2 separate regions of the Gossypium hirsutum genome follow, and region 2 is linked to region 1. The links are chromatin contacts, called in public Hi-C maps. All regions are on one chromosome and are shown on one strand. The core of a region is the stretch at or near the end of the contact, and the rest is flanking DNA. Distances in the headings are between cores, read along the strand shown.

Region 1 (7,016 bases), core at 1,187-3,686:
ACTTCTCTATAGGTGAGAGCATACTTCAATCGGTTTCGCAAAATAAGGATCAATGGCAAGCATTCCCTGGACTTGTGGGGACCAGACGATGGCTTGGGTGCCTGCAGATATGGAAACCGAAAACATCATCTAAAACGGTAAAGGTGATGGGTGCAAAAAAATGAAGAAAAATGAGAACTGAATCAATAAAGAAAAAAAAGTAAACTAGTATGGAAGTGAAGGGATCAAGATGATGACATACAAAAGCACCACCAAGCTTGTCAAGCATCCAATGCCTGGGGGCATTGAGCCTCTTCAAATGTTTCTTCAACCCTCTAGCCTGTAACACACCGCAAAGAACAACATATCGTAAATGAAACTGAAATGCATAAGGAATCAATTTGTCTACCCATTACAAATAACAGAACAATGAATGAAGAGCAGGTAAAGAATCTAAGGTTCCATTCAAGTCCCCCATTCCCAATCAATCAAAACAACATTTATACTAAATAGGCAAGGAATTAGATAGATCCCGGCTACAATGAAAAGTGTGAATCACAGAAAACCCAGATATAATAAATATTCAAAAATCAATTAAGTTTAGACCAATTCATTTGCTTAGAAAGCTAGCTGAAAACTTTGAATAACAGTGACTGAACAAACTAATATGGAATCGCCTAAGCAGCAAACCATGAAACTTACATAACTATCAAAGAATGAAATAGTTAAGAAAAGGTAAGAGGATCGAAGTTAGGAAAAGTAGAAGAAACTGACCATATTGGAGAAATGAAATGAGGCTGCTTTGCTCAAAGTCTGTGTCTTGCTAGGGTCTTCAAACAAGAAACCCTAATAGCTACATATATTAATAGATGAGGGCATTATCGAGATTTCGATCCAAATATGAATTTGGCGTCTGCCATGAACAAAACTATGTTTATGGGCCATTAGGCCACAAAAAAGATAAAATTTTGGGTTCATTATCCCCTCTTTTTTTTATTGAAGTTGCTCAAGTTCTTTTGGGAATATACAATGGTTAAAATATGCTATAGGTCCTGTACTTTTAACATTTAGAATTTAATCTCTCCACTTTTCAGATTTTAAAATTCGGGTCCAATTGTTAATATTGTTAAATTTGTTGCTGTGACATTTTGAAATAAAAAAAAATACTCACTTAGTAATAATGGAACTAAAATATGGGGTGCACTGAACCTGAATTTAATAAAATAATTTTAATTATGTTAATAGTTAGACTTGAATTCTGACATTTAAAAAGTAGAGGGGTTAAATTCCTAAAAATAAAATTACAAAGATTTAATTTCAAATTTATAAAGAGTATAAGGACTTTGACATATTTTAACCATATACAATATAGGTTTAACTTATGGTTTTTGTACTTGTATTTTCATCATTTGGTACTCAAGTTTGACATTTTTTTAATGTGGTACTTATGTTATTTTTGGCTAAATTTGGTACATGTATTTGATAAAAGTTATATATTTTGGTACGCTTACTTTTTTAGGGTTCAGTTTGGATTTTAGGGTTGATTTGATGAAAATTAATTTCTAATATAATTTGGTTTGAAATTTTCATAATTTTGTAAAACGAATAAATTTAGTGTTAATTGTTAACTTGTTTAAATTTACATTTAATTTGTCAAATACAATCCAATAGATGTGATATAATTTAGGTTTTATTGTTGATTTTATAAAAATTAATTGTTAATATTATTACCTAATTATGAATTTTCATCTAATCAACTTTAAAATCTGAATTAAACACTAAAAAATTAACTCTGTTATCTTTAAATACCAAAGTGTAGAATAAGAAATATTCTTCAATGAATATAAAATGGAATTGAATGGTTTCAAGTCATTACAAGAGAAAAATAAATAAATAAAATGTCAAAACTTGCATCTTAAGACACTCATTGATGTTTTATCGACATAAATATTTTTTTAAAATATTTTTTATTATTTATGATTACACTTCGTACTAGATAAATTATTTATTTTCTGAATAAATTATAGACTAATAATTGAAAGATCCATAATTTTATTTTTAAAAGTTTAGTCCTTTTTGCTTTTTAAATTTAAAAATTTAAGTTCATTTATTAAAATTGTTATAATTTTTTTGTCAAAATTTAAAATCCACATGACTCAATCAATCTCCAACACTTGTAATAAATTGTCTCAAAGGATTTTGACATTAAACAATAAACAAAATACTTAAATAAATATGTATTTTAACACAAGAAGACAACAACAGTTGTTTAATCTTGAACGATGTGAATCAGAATAGTAGCTTCATCACTGGTGGGCGCTGCATCAGCTGCTTATTCATAATTATAGACACTCACAATCAATATCCAAAAACTTGAAGCTAAAGCAACCCCCCAGAAATGAAAAAAGATTAAAGTGATTATGATGGTAAAAGAGTGTAACCTGGAAGAGATGTGGGCAATTGAGAGACAATGTTATCAATGATACCTCCTCCATCCTCTGTTTGCTCCTCTTTGTTCATAACCCCTCCTCCTCCTCCACCACCCTTTTCTGCCTCTGGTCTCAAACCAGATTCACCAAAAGCTTCAGCTTTTCCTTGAGCACTGATGCTTCCAGCTTTGGGACTTAAAGGACTGACCAAGTTTGAAATGATTTGATCAAAAAACCCACCTCCCTTCTCTTCATTTTTGGCCTCTGCACCTGCGCTCATGGTCTCTTTCTCAGCTTCTTTAGCTTGGCTCTCTTCATCAGCATCTGATCCTGCAGTAACAAAATTTGAGATGAGATGATTAATGAATCCACTACCATTAGCTCTTTCTTTCTCTTCCCCATGTTGTTTAGCTCCTGCTTCATCATCTCCCTTGGGATTAATGGGATGCAACAAGCTATCAGCTTCAGGCACAACATCATCCATCTTTTCTACGATTTTGATCAAGGGATTTGGTGGGAGAGATATAGGTGTTATTTATACTGAGAGGCGGTGAAGGGGGAAAAAAAGGAAAGGGCAGAATCGTCCTTGTCTGAAAATAATAAAATACTGATAGAGAGGGCAATATCTTGATGATTAATTGGGTAAATAGTCGAAAAGGCCCAACAATAGGTGGACATGTGTCAGCTTGCTGGAGCCCTTCTCAAAGCATTTTTATGATTTCCATACATACATGGTCGGTGGCATCGAATACCGCCTTTGTCAGAAATGCAAATACTCTTGAAAACGTTATCGTTTCCCTTAAACAATTACTTTTACTTTTCAAATATCAAAATTCCAATCCCATTATTAATATTGTTAAATTTATTAAAATATTATATAAAAGTAAAATAAAAATAAATATTAAACTTGAATTTAGAAATCTCAAAAGTAAAAGGACTAAATTTTTAAAAATAAAAATACAAGGATTAAATTCTAAATTTACAAAGAATACATGGACTAATTAATATTTTAACCAAACAAATATTATATAAAAGCAAGTGGGGAAATTTGCTTTCTTTTTATCAATTCCTACTCATTCTAACATTAATATTATTATTAATATTAAACAAGAAATAAAATAAATATTTTCCTTCGGTCTGAGACCCCAATGTCCGATAGTCAAACCCCAAAATGAAAGGGTAAAACAACTCAAATTCGAAATAATCCTCTAAACAATACATAGGCAGGCACTTCTATATTCCAAAAAGCCATTTACATGCTAAAACAGGATCTTCATTGATCAGCATTGCAATCAATACGTTGTCAAAAAAGCAAGTGTATCCCGTACAAGAGTTCAACATTGATCACCATATATCATTTAAAACGAAAACTATGCCTACGTTCTCAAAAGAATCAGAAACCATCTCCTTTCGGTGATTTATGAGATCAAATTCAATGGGGTTGATTGGTTATCAATATAGAACCTACAGGAAGTCAAGTCAGACCTTACCAATCAGAGTTAACTTCCTTATATGGTAGTTATGCTATGGATCATTCTCTCTTCGACCATATATAGCTTCCGCCTCAGCTTTCTTTTGTGCTTCCCTTTTCTCCTTCCGTCTAGCATCCCTCGCAGCAGAATCAGCCTGTACTTTCTCCATTATTGCATTGAAACCAGGAACTGTCCTGTCTAGTTTGTTAAAAACTTGGCTGCTAAGGTTGTAAAAGATTCGGAATATTCTCTGCAAGTATACAAAGAACAAAGGTTAAAACAGAAGAATAGATACTTTAACAATTACCATAACATGTTATTTTAACAAAAGCATCTTTAACAATTCCTAGGATGATCGTCCCAATAAAAAGAACTAGTATACATTGAAAGCAGGGTAGATACTTTAGTTATCAAACTTGCAACTTGACCAACACCGTACTCGGAAGAGATTACACCCTACCTTGACATCCTTATTCCAATGTCTAATGTACGGAGGACCAGTTGTGTAGGTACCAAGAGGTTCACGATACCACTCTCCACCATAGGTAATCTCATCCATTGCTTGCTCAACACTTAAAACTTCCCATGGCCTTAGCCCAGGGATAACTTTAGCCAACTTTTGCCTGCCTCACAGAAGCAACTAAATTATTAACATTTTTCTCGATATATAAGATGATAACCATAAAAAAAAATAAAAAATAAAAAACATGTAATTTCAGCAATATGATGTACAAATATCTTCAAAACCAGATAAGGTAGGCTAGAAAAAAGAGACGTAATACCGAAGATCTTTTGAGATGTATTTATTTGGCATATAATCAGCTTCCAAAAGAGTTGTCATTTCAGAGCCACCAGCCCAAAGAAATAGGGCATGGCTAGGTATTCTAACACCAGGCCATATGCCATCATTAGCTTTTAAAACAGCCAAATCACGTCTTTTGCTCTCTATAGCTTCGTGTTGAAGCTGCTTATAAGTTTTCTCCTCGTGTCCTTTAAGGGGAACCCAAGGAGGTATACCTTTCTGAAGTTTGTGAAGGAAAGCTGTTGCTGCTGCACCAAGCCTAACTGATGATCAACACAAAACAATAGTAAATCAACCAGATAACTGAATCAGACCATTCTGAGAATATTTTTGTGATGATGTACATAGGAAAATGGTCGTTGCCTGGACAATACTCATCTAATTATAGTGCATTTAACAGTATATTCAAGATGAAAGAAATCATGCCTAAACGGTATAAAGGAGGTTTGGCTCTCAATTCCAAATGATTGAAACAGATAACCTGGAAGTATTGAATCTTTTATTCAATAGATCACAATGTTTAAAAGGAGTTCATGGGAAAAAAAGCAGGAGAATAAAGGTATTGTATTATATACTAAAGGTAGGCCTTAACTACATAAACATCATAGCATCTTAAACGGATTTAATCTTGTTGAAATTGCATCCCATGCTCATTTGAATTCCTAGAAAAATCACTTAATCACGTGTGAAGACAATACACCTCGAATTTAGTTCATCAAATTTGTATTCAACATGGATAACTAATACCATTTGGTACTGCATTTTGCTATTACACTCAAAGAACGCTAACAAAATATTAACGAGGTGATACCTATCAGCCAATACTGAAACTATGAAAGAGGATTCCCAGTTTACCCTTGGGCACCTATTTCCAGATACAATAAACAAGATTTAAATGAAAATGAAAAGCATAAGGAAAAAAAGGAAAAAAAAAAAACAAACCTTCCCAAGTGGCTATTGCTGGTTCCAAGCCATAAACCATATGAATTGGTGCCCATTCATCCATGTCCTCTCCCCAAATAAAAGTGTGTTTATCAATAATCCCAGCACCCCAAGCTGTTTTGAGGGTTATTAACTCACAAGGACCTCGGGTGCGCCCCAGTCGATCTTTGTAGTACCACCCTCCACTTCTCATGATAACTGTATCCACAAAATAACTCAAAAAATTCTAAAGCAATTTGAAGCAGAGCCAGGCAAATCAACAATGTACATTTCCACATAGAAACTAAACCACGAAAAAACACTCTCGGAACTAATACATGAACCGAACTTACAGTCATAGTAACGCTTCTCGAGCCGCTTATACCCAATAGCTTGAGCAACATCAATGGGTTTACCAGGTGGATAAGGTCTCTGGCGGAACCCCCAAAGCCCAAAGAAGAACTGTTTCGTGAAATCCCAAAACTTATCATCGCTCTCTTCTCTGGTCTTGATAGCTTTTCTAGGCATAGGCCTCCCATCCAACCCAATCACATGTGGAAGCGCTTGCCACAGTTTCTTATCTTCTTTCCTGAACGGCTCTTCATTTTCTTTAAGCTCCATTCTATTGATCTCGTCAGCAATTTCCTCAGCTCTAGCCAAAAACTGAACCACGGGACTTGCCCTGAAATCACGCCACCATTTTTCATTCTCTTTAATTTCCTCTTCCGTCGGGTTCTCTTTCTTCTCGAAAACGGGGTCCTCATCCAAAATCTTTTCGACCTCCGGAGTGTGCCTGTAATCAGGGAGGTTCTCGCATTCCCAAAAGAACTGGTCCAGCATCTGCTTGTAGGGTCCGGGGGTGTCGGAATCTGAGTCGGGTTTCTTGGGTTTTTTGTTGAAGGGGCTGGAGAAGTTTATAGAAGCGAAATTGGGAGAGGGAGAGGATGTTTTGGGGCGGAATGAGTGGGCGAGTGAGAGAAGGTTGATGGGTTGGATTGGGTTTTGAGGTTTCCTGAACCAACTTTCGAAGGGATTGAAGTTGATTGAAGCCATGGGGGGAGGTTTGCTTCAAAGGATTTAGGGTTTTAGTGAAGTTAAGGGGAATGGAGTTTAGCTATTCGGCAATGGTGGAGAGCAGCTGCTAACTGGGAAGATTTGGGATAGTGTGTCCTTTCCGAATAACAAGAGTGAAGGCCGAAGAGGTTTTACAAAAAAGCTTAGGCCTATTTGTTTTGAGCTATTGGATTCGCATATGACCCAAAACATAATTGGTTTACATAAGCATTTTTGGGCTTTCCTTCCAATTATTTTAGGTTATTGGATTCCGCTCGTCCTTCAAACCAGCCCAGCTTGAGCTTAACTTGTTTAAAAATAATATATAATAATATATAACGTGTTAAATTTTTAAGACTG
Region 2 (7,016 bases), core at 1,170-3,669, 170 kb before region 1:
AGTGCCAATGGCGGATATTCTTGGGTTTCTGAACAAGCTTTATTTCAAATGCTTCATGGTTCAGGTGGATTGAATATCACGTGGATTATTAGATAATTGTGACCATCCTTACTTCCGGTTGTTGTTGTATAACATCTCTATTTGACAGCAACATGAATGAACAGGGTTTAATCCTCTCTTACAGGAAGTAATGTCTTTTCTACTTATTTGCAGGGTCCGCATGGTTGTCATGCCTGTTTTGTCTCCTTGAAAGTTCCTTGTTCCTGTGTTGTAACTCTTTTTTTTTTTTTGTTTCTTTTTTGTAATTTGGTTTTGGTTTTTATAAAGTGCTTTTTTATAAAAATAAAAATAAAAAAATAAAATAAATACACAAGTCATCTGTTTATTATCATAATATAACTTGTTAATGTTGCCTTTAGACGCAGGAACAGTGTTGAATTATGATTTTTCTGGAGAAAAAATCCGTTTGATCCAAATATTTATGTTATCATATGAAGAACAAGATGTATATTATCGTACTTATTAGCACTTTGATCTCATTAGCAGTTTATAAAAGAATGCATATTAACCAGAATGCATGTACAGTTGCATATTTATCTGGTACAGTAATTGACATGGTCAAGGATTATGATTCTCTCCTACACAAGGAATGAGTCAAATGTGAACTAAATAAGGAAAAAAACAGAACATTACTTTCTTGGAAGTTTTATAAGTTATTATAATATTCAATAATAGAGCATAATCTATTTGTTAGACAAAAATTAAGTATAAATAAATAGAGTTGAGAGAGTCAATAATATATAATACAAGAAAAAAATAAAAAAATAAGAATATATATACATGTACATGTATGGGGTTCAATTGAAATGGTCAAATGGAATAACCAAAAAAGTAGAAAAGATAAGTTTATTTATTTTCACTCACTTGAGTCATGCTTATTATATATATACATAGAGGAGTAAAATTTGATTTGAAAATTGAGTTAAAATAGGATTAATAATTTCATTTATCAAAAGAAAGACATTTGAAGTTTAATTATAAATAGAGCTGATGATTTCCCTTTCGCCAAATTAAGAAAGGTTGAATTCTATTCTAAGGCCCTAACTCTTTTCACAATTTTTGGGTACAAAGAGCTTTTTACTCTCCAGTCTTTTGATTTAGCATTTGAATAACATGGTCGAGAATTTGGTGAAATTGAGATATGTGGTATTTTTAAAACAAAAAGAAATATGCTCACACATCGATTTGAAGTTGCATAAAACCCGAATTTCACTTTGCTAAAAAATCTTACAAAGACAGAAGACCTTACATCTCTAAATTTAACATTTTTATTTGCTTGTCGTGTAATATTAGCAATACAAGCAAAGTTTTTTTTTATTTTTTAAAAAAAACCATATAATCTGATTTAATCCAACTTCTTTAATATGGTTATCAATTGAACTTGAAATACTAAATCAAAACATAATCCACTTTAGCTGAAATCATTAATAGTGACTATAAAACATTAAATCCAAAAAAAAAAAAGAGAATAAATTCTTAAAACAAAAAGTAATTTAAATATTACTCTGTTTTATTATTAATTATAAGTAAATAGAAGTAGAAAATGATATTGAGATGAGCTAAGCAATCTTGAGTGTGGATATTGATTAACAGCCAAGCGGGTACTGCAAAAGACATACAACGTGGAACAAAAAGCAGCGACTTGGATTTGCCTTGATAACAAGGGAAAACAAATAGGCAAAGCCATAATACTAGCTTTGGGGGGCCAAAGATGACTCATATATTGAGTGGGGATGCAATTTTACCATTGTACTAATCTATAATTTTATAAAGTTCAAAGAAATTAAAAGACATATTTACCATTTGGGGGCAAGGCCACTGTCTGCCACCTTATCTACACCCCTTATTCAATTGTTAATATTGTTAATTTTTTTTATTAAATTTGTTCGTGTAACATTTTAAAATAAAAATAATATTTACCTGATAGCAATATAATTAAAAAATGACATCGTAATGAACTTAAGTTAAGAAATAAAAATAACAGTATTAACAATTAGACCTGAATTTTGAAATATAAAAAGTAAAGAGACTAAAATTTTAATTTATAAAGAGTATATGGACTTATGATGCATTTTAACCAAAAAAAAAGGGCTCCCTCCCCTCTGCTTAGATCAGCCGCCATTGATCATTTATGTATCACAAAAAAAATAATTATCAACAATGGCTATAGTCCAGTCAAACCCACATTCTTTGACCGAGAATCCCTTTTTTTTCCACGGTCAAACTTGGTTTTAGCTTCTCAGAAGAATCATGGAGCAGTAGCAGAGAGAAAGGTAAGACCTTATTTCACCATGAAATACCCCCCCATACTCCATAATACTTTGTATATATAAATTGTGTAGCAACCTCAAACCCCATATCCTCCTCCCATGGCTGCTTCATCATCATCTGCTTTTATCAACATGGACAACAACGTTAATCAATCCACCTCCACCAACACCACTTGGCCTTCATTTTCTGACCATAATAAATTTAGCACTCAAGTTCCAAATTTCAAGTCATTTGCTCCTTCCCCTACCCTTATCTCCCCTTCTTCAGCTTTTAGCCCGACTGATTTCTTGGACTCACCTGTTCTTTTCTCCACTTCTGCTGTGAGTACTTTTTTAAACTTAATCACTCTGTTTTACATATGAATTTTATATATATGCTAAATTCATCTGTATTTTCTTTTATAGCTTTTTTCTTCTCCGACTACCACCGGTGCTTTTGGCGGTGCTCAAACGGTAAACTGGAAGAACGATTCTAATGACCATCAACAAGGAATCAAGCCCAAGGGGTTTGATTTTTCTTTCCAAGTGCCTCAAACGCAGTTAACGCTGCCATCTACGACCGCTACCACTGCCTTTCAGTCTTGTTCCAACACGGTTTCTATGGTACACAACGCTGGCTTATAGCTATTTCATTTCTCTGATTCTATTTGCATGCGGGCGTTTAGGCTAAACAAAAGAATTGGTTTTCCTCAGGAACAACCGGCATGGAGTTTAGAGAAAACCTGCGGTGAAATGGTCCAATTCAAACCAAATATGCAGAGCAATACAGGTTCTCAACCAGCTGGTAATTACACTTCCCAATACCATCAAACATCACAGTATATGAACAACAGGAAGGTTGAAGACGGGTATAACTGGAGAAAATATGGGCAAAAACAAGTGAAAGGGAGTGAAAACCCACGCAGTTATTACAAGTGCACGTATCCCAATTGTCCCACAAAGAAAAAAGTGGAGAGATCTTTGGATGGACAAATTACTGAAATAGTGTATAAAGGTAGCCATAACCATCCCAAGCCTCAATCTACAAGAGGTAATAGGTCCTCATCGTCTCATTCTGCTGAGATATCAGATCAATCAGTTGGTACATTAGGGAACCAACTAGGAGACTCCTTTATAATGCAAGATGAGACTTCGGGTTCCATTGATGATGATGACTTTGACCAAGCTTCTTCAGCAATAAGTAACACTAATGGTTGTGATGATATCAACGAAAATGAACCAGATGCTAAAAGATGGTAAGCTTGGATCATAGCCAAAAATGAAAAACAGATTCTCCCATTAATGGGTTCTTGTTTTAGCTTACGCTTTTGTGATTTTTTTTTTTTGCAGGAAAGGTGAAAATGAGAATGAGGGTATGGTAGGTTGTGGTAGCAAAACTGTGAAAGAGCCTAGAATAGTGGTGCAAACAACAAGTGATATTGATATTCTTGATGATGGGTATAGATGGAGGAAATATGGACAGAAAGTAGTCAAGGGAAACCCCAATCCAAGGTTAGTCATTATTCTCCACCTAATTGTCTACTAATAGGAAGCCTGGATGTGCAGTTTATTCAACTAAAATTGTTGACTTCGTCAAAATCTTTTATACAGGAGCTACTACAAATGTACGACAATAGGTTGTCCTGTTAGAAAACATGTGGAGCGAGCATCCCATGATTTGAGGGCTGTGATAACTACTTACGAAGGGAAACACAACCACAATGTTCCTGCTGCACGCGGGAGCGGCTACGCGATGAACAGACCTTCGGCTGTAACTGCAAACATGCCTATAAGGCCTTCAGCTGTCCCCAGTCAGCCTAACAATACAATGTACCCCAACTCGGGAGTTAGCTTGGGGATGCTGCAGAACAACAACAACAACAACACAGGTAGTTTCGGATTCTCTAGACTGGGGAAGTCCATTGGCTCATCATACATGAGCCAACCACATTTCTCAGATGGGGCATTTGCTAAGGATGAACCTAGGGATGATTCATTTTTGGACGGATTCCTGTCTTGAAAAAAGCAAAATAACATAACTTTTAGGAGTAAACCAATCAACAAAGTGGATGTTTTTCAGTTAGTTTTCCTTTAGTTGCTTGATTCTGTAGGTTCTGTGACTCAATACTCAATACACAGAATTAGTGCATTTATTCATTTGTTTTATTTATTCAACTTTGTAGCAGATTGTAAGAGTAGAAAACAAGTAAAAAAATGAATTTGGGTGGTCAATAAAGAACTTCAACATTAACACAGTTCGGGATTTGACTTAGTGAATTTTTTTTTAAATCACGCAGCTGGTTTAGTGACAAAACTTGTGTGAGGTCAAGTCACCATAACAATCCATTAGAACATACAACTGCTCTGTACTGTGAAAATGCATTATATTGCGATGCTTGCTCGGCTAATCATTATCACATAGAGCCAGCCAGGGCAAATGAATTGATAAAAATACGTAAAAAGAAAAGTGAAAGAAAAATTAGATGTACGATTGAGTAGACAATTTATAGCCAGAAACAACAGCAGATATTGCCAGTGTTAGGAAGGCAAAGAAAGACATGCTAATAGCCGAAGCTGAGGAATCAGTGAAAGCGTTGTCTTGTCCTTCTCTCATCCTGTTTGTCAATGGAATTGCTGCAGATACTGACGATATCAACAAGTACGACATCACCTGTTATATATAATTTTTTTAATTTAAAGATGTCCCATAAATCTCTTATTTAATAATAATAATAATAATAATAATAATAAGGTGATGAAAAGTTATGGGAAAAGCAACCTGATCACCAACAAAGTCCACCATGGCAGAGATACGTTGATTCAATATCTGCTTCACGTTCCAAAGTGCATTCACGTGTATCAACGCTTGTATTCCCGTGTACAAAGTCGATAGAATTGCGATTGCTAACAAATACCTGTAAATATAACAATCTCGTAATCAAATTTTGAACTTTTTTTTTTTGGATCGAATTTGATATGAATGGAGTTTTGGTATGACCTGTATTCCTCGTAATTGTCGAAGTTTCCCCAGTCACCATGCTTGTTGCTAGCCGTGATTATGAAAGAGAGCAAAGAGAGCAAGAAAGCGAATCCTCTGGCGATTAAAGACCCTTTATTGAATAAATCCTCTCTCTTCCAACGCCTGGTAATGGAGGAGACGCCGAACCCAAGTGCCGGAGTGGGGTTCTCCACGTAAGCGGGGGGTGTAAACGCCGTTGCGGACGGTCCCGCGTCACCGTTGTGGGTTGCTGCTTCATCGGGGTTGGACATATGGGATAACCCAATTTAGAAATCCTGATATACTGAGATTTTGCTTTGAGGAAAAAAATATGATGTACTGAGATTTTGAATTACAGTTACAAAAAGAAAGAATAGAAGAAGTGGGAAAAGCGGAGAATTTTCGCGGAAAAGAAAGAAAAGTGTGGGAATGAGAAACGGTAGTTGGTTCCTTAACTGACAACTCAGCCTTCTTCTCCTCCTGTCCTTTAATTTTATTTCTTAACTTCAATCCACGCTGCTTTTTAGTTTAACCTAATTTTTTTATTAAAACGATGTTTTATCGTTACATCGCTAATGATAATTAATAGTTCAGTGATTAATATATTATAACACAATAATGTAAATGATTAAAACTTAACATTTTAAACATAAGTAATTAAAATATAATCTGAGTTAAATAAAAATGACTATTTTAACAGTTTATCCTAATATTAATCAACTACAAAACTTGTAGGATCTAAGTAGTACAAAATTTACCATCCTTTAAATAATGACTTAAATTAAAATTTTGTAAATAAAAAAAATAGTTTTCAAATAATTTTGTTTTCACGATTCGATTTGATTTCCAATTTAAACATGATGTATTATAATTTTTTTTATGTTTATTTTACGGTTTATGTTCGAGGTTTATAGCTACTCCTCCCAATATTGTCTGGAGGTAGCATTTTTCTTAATTTCATTCAACATTTTCAGATAATCATCTTAAATTATCAATATCGTATCAATCAAATCTTTCAATTAATTTCGTTATTATTTAGATATTAAAGATTAATTTAAATATAATATTAGGTATTTAAAATTCATAAATTAAATTGTAAACAAATGTATATTTATGACCTAAATGTTGGATCTAATCAGTTAAAAAAATGTTAATAAAAACTCATGAATCCTATTTTCTTTTAACCTGTCATATTTAAGTTGTTTGTACATAAGTACATATGTATTTATAATTTTATTTATATTATTTAAATATGTTTTACATAAAATTTGAGTTGATATTTAATGCACAAACGAATGATTAAGTTGATAGAAAAAACTTATTAATACAATATTGATATTTTAAAAACTTAATTAAAACATTTTAAAATATGAGACAAATTCATAATATGAGCTATAGTTTGGGGATGTGAAGTGAAATTAATCATTTATTTTGCATAGATTAATATGAATACAATGACGTTGTTGGTGGAGAAATCAATGGAACGTTGCATTGGATAAGTCCCTCGACCTCAACAAGAACCCCTTCCTTTTTTTGTTTTTTTCTTTGTCTTATAATTTTTTTTAATAATCTTGTTATAGGTTCTGATCATATATGTTTTTCTATATTATACTTAAAACTACCTATAACCTCTCCAATCCATAAATAGAAGGATAATGCGCTTTAACACACTCGAATTCACGTCCTTTTGCATCGACAATAATGCTCAT

Evidence for each region. A called contact is a pair of places that touch in the nucleus more often than the background predicts.
Region 2: a contact with region 1 is called in a Hi-C map of leaf, with 2.4 times the contacts expected there. The contact joins the promoter of LOC107899596 here to the promoter of LOC107899589 in region 1. A contact is called at or near these places in 7 of 34 Hi-C or Micro-C datasets (hypocotyl and leaf).

Annotation. Positions count from the first base shown.
Region 1 is chrD04:49,240,848-49,247,863 of Gossypium_hirsutum_v2.1, reverse strand. It overlaps LOC107899589 (40S ribosomal protein S4-like), which reads right to left and starts at 2,436. Exons shown (of 6, transcript XM_016825345.2): 1 at 2,421-2,436; 2 at 754-832; 3 at 242-319; 4 at 1-101. The coding sequence starts at 756. LOC107899588 (protein TIC 56, chloroplastic) reads right to left here and starts at 6,798. Exons shown (of 6, transcript XM_041090766.1): 1 at 5,957-6,798; 2 at 5,625-5,822; 3 at 4,663-4,945; 4 at 4,341-4,503; 5 at 3,899-4,130; 6 at 2,136-2,738. The coding sequence starts at 6,656. The coding sequence ends at 3,933. LOC107899590 reads right to left here and starts at 3,612. Exons shown (of 1, transcript XM_041090767.1): 1 at 2,136-3,612. The coding sequence starts at 2,892. The coding sequence ends at 2,398.
Region 2 is chrD04:49,413,107-49,420,122 of Gossypium_hirsutum_v2.1, reverse strand. It overlaps LOC107899596 (probable WRKY transcription factor 33), which reads left to right and starts at 2,419. Exons shown (of 5, transcript NM_001398524.1): 1 at 2,419-2,651; 2 at 2,736-2,933; 3 at 3,024-3,565; 4 at 3,660-3,821; 5 at 3,921-4,378. The coding sequence starts at 2,430. The coding sequence ends at 4,329. LOC107899597 (CASP-like protein 4B1) reads right to left here and starts at 5,831. Exons shown (of 3, transcript XM_041090769.1): 1 at 5,308-5,831; 2 at 5,097-5,224; 3 at 4,431-4,980. The coding sequence starts at 5,579. The coding sequence ends at 4,892. LOC107899598 reads left to right here. Exons shown (of 4, transcript XM_016825358.2): 4 at 1-574.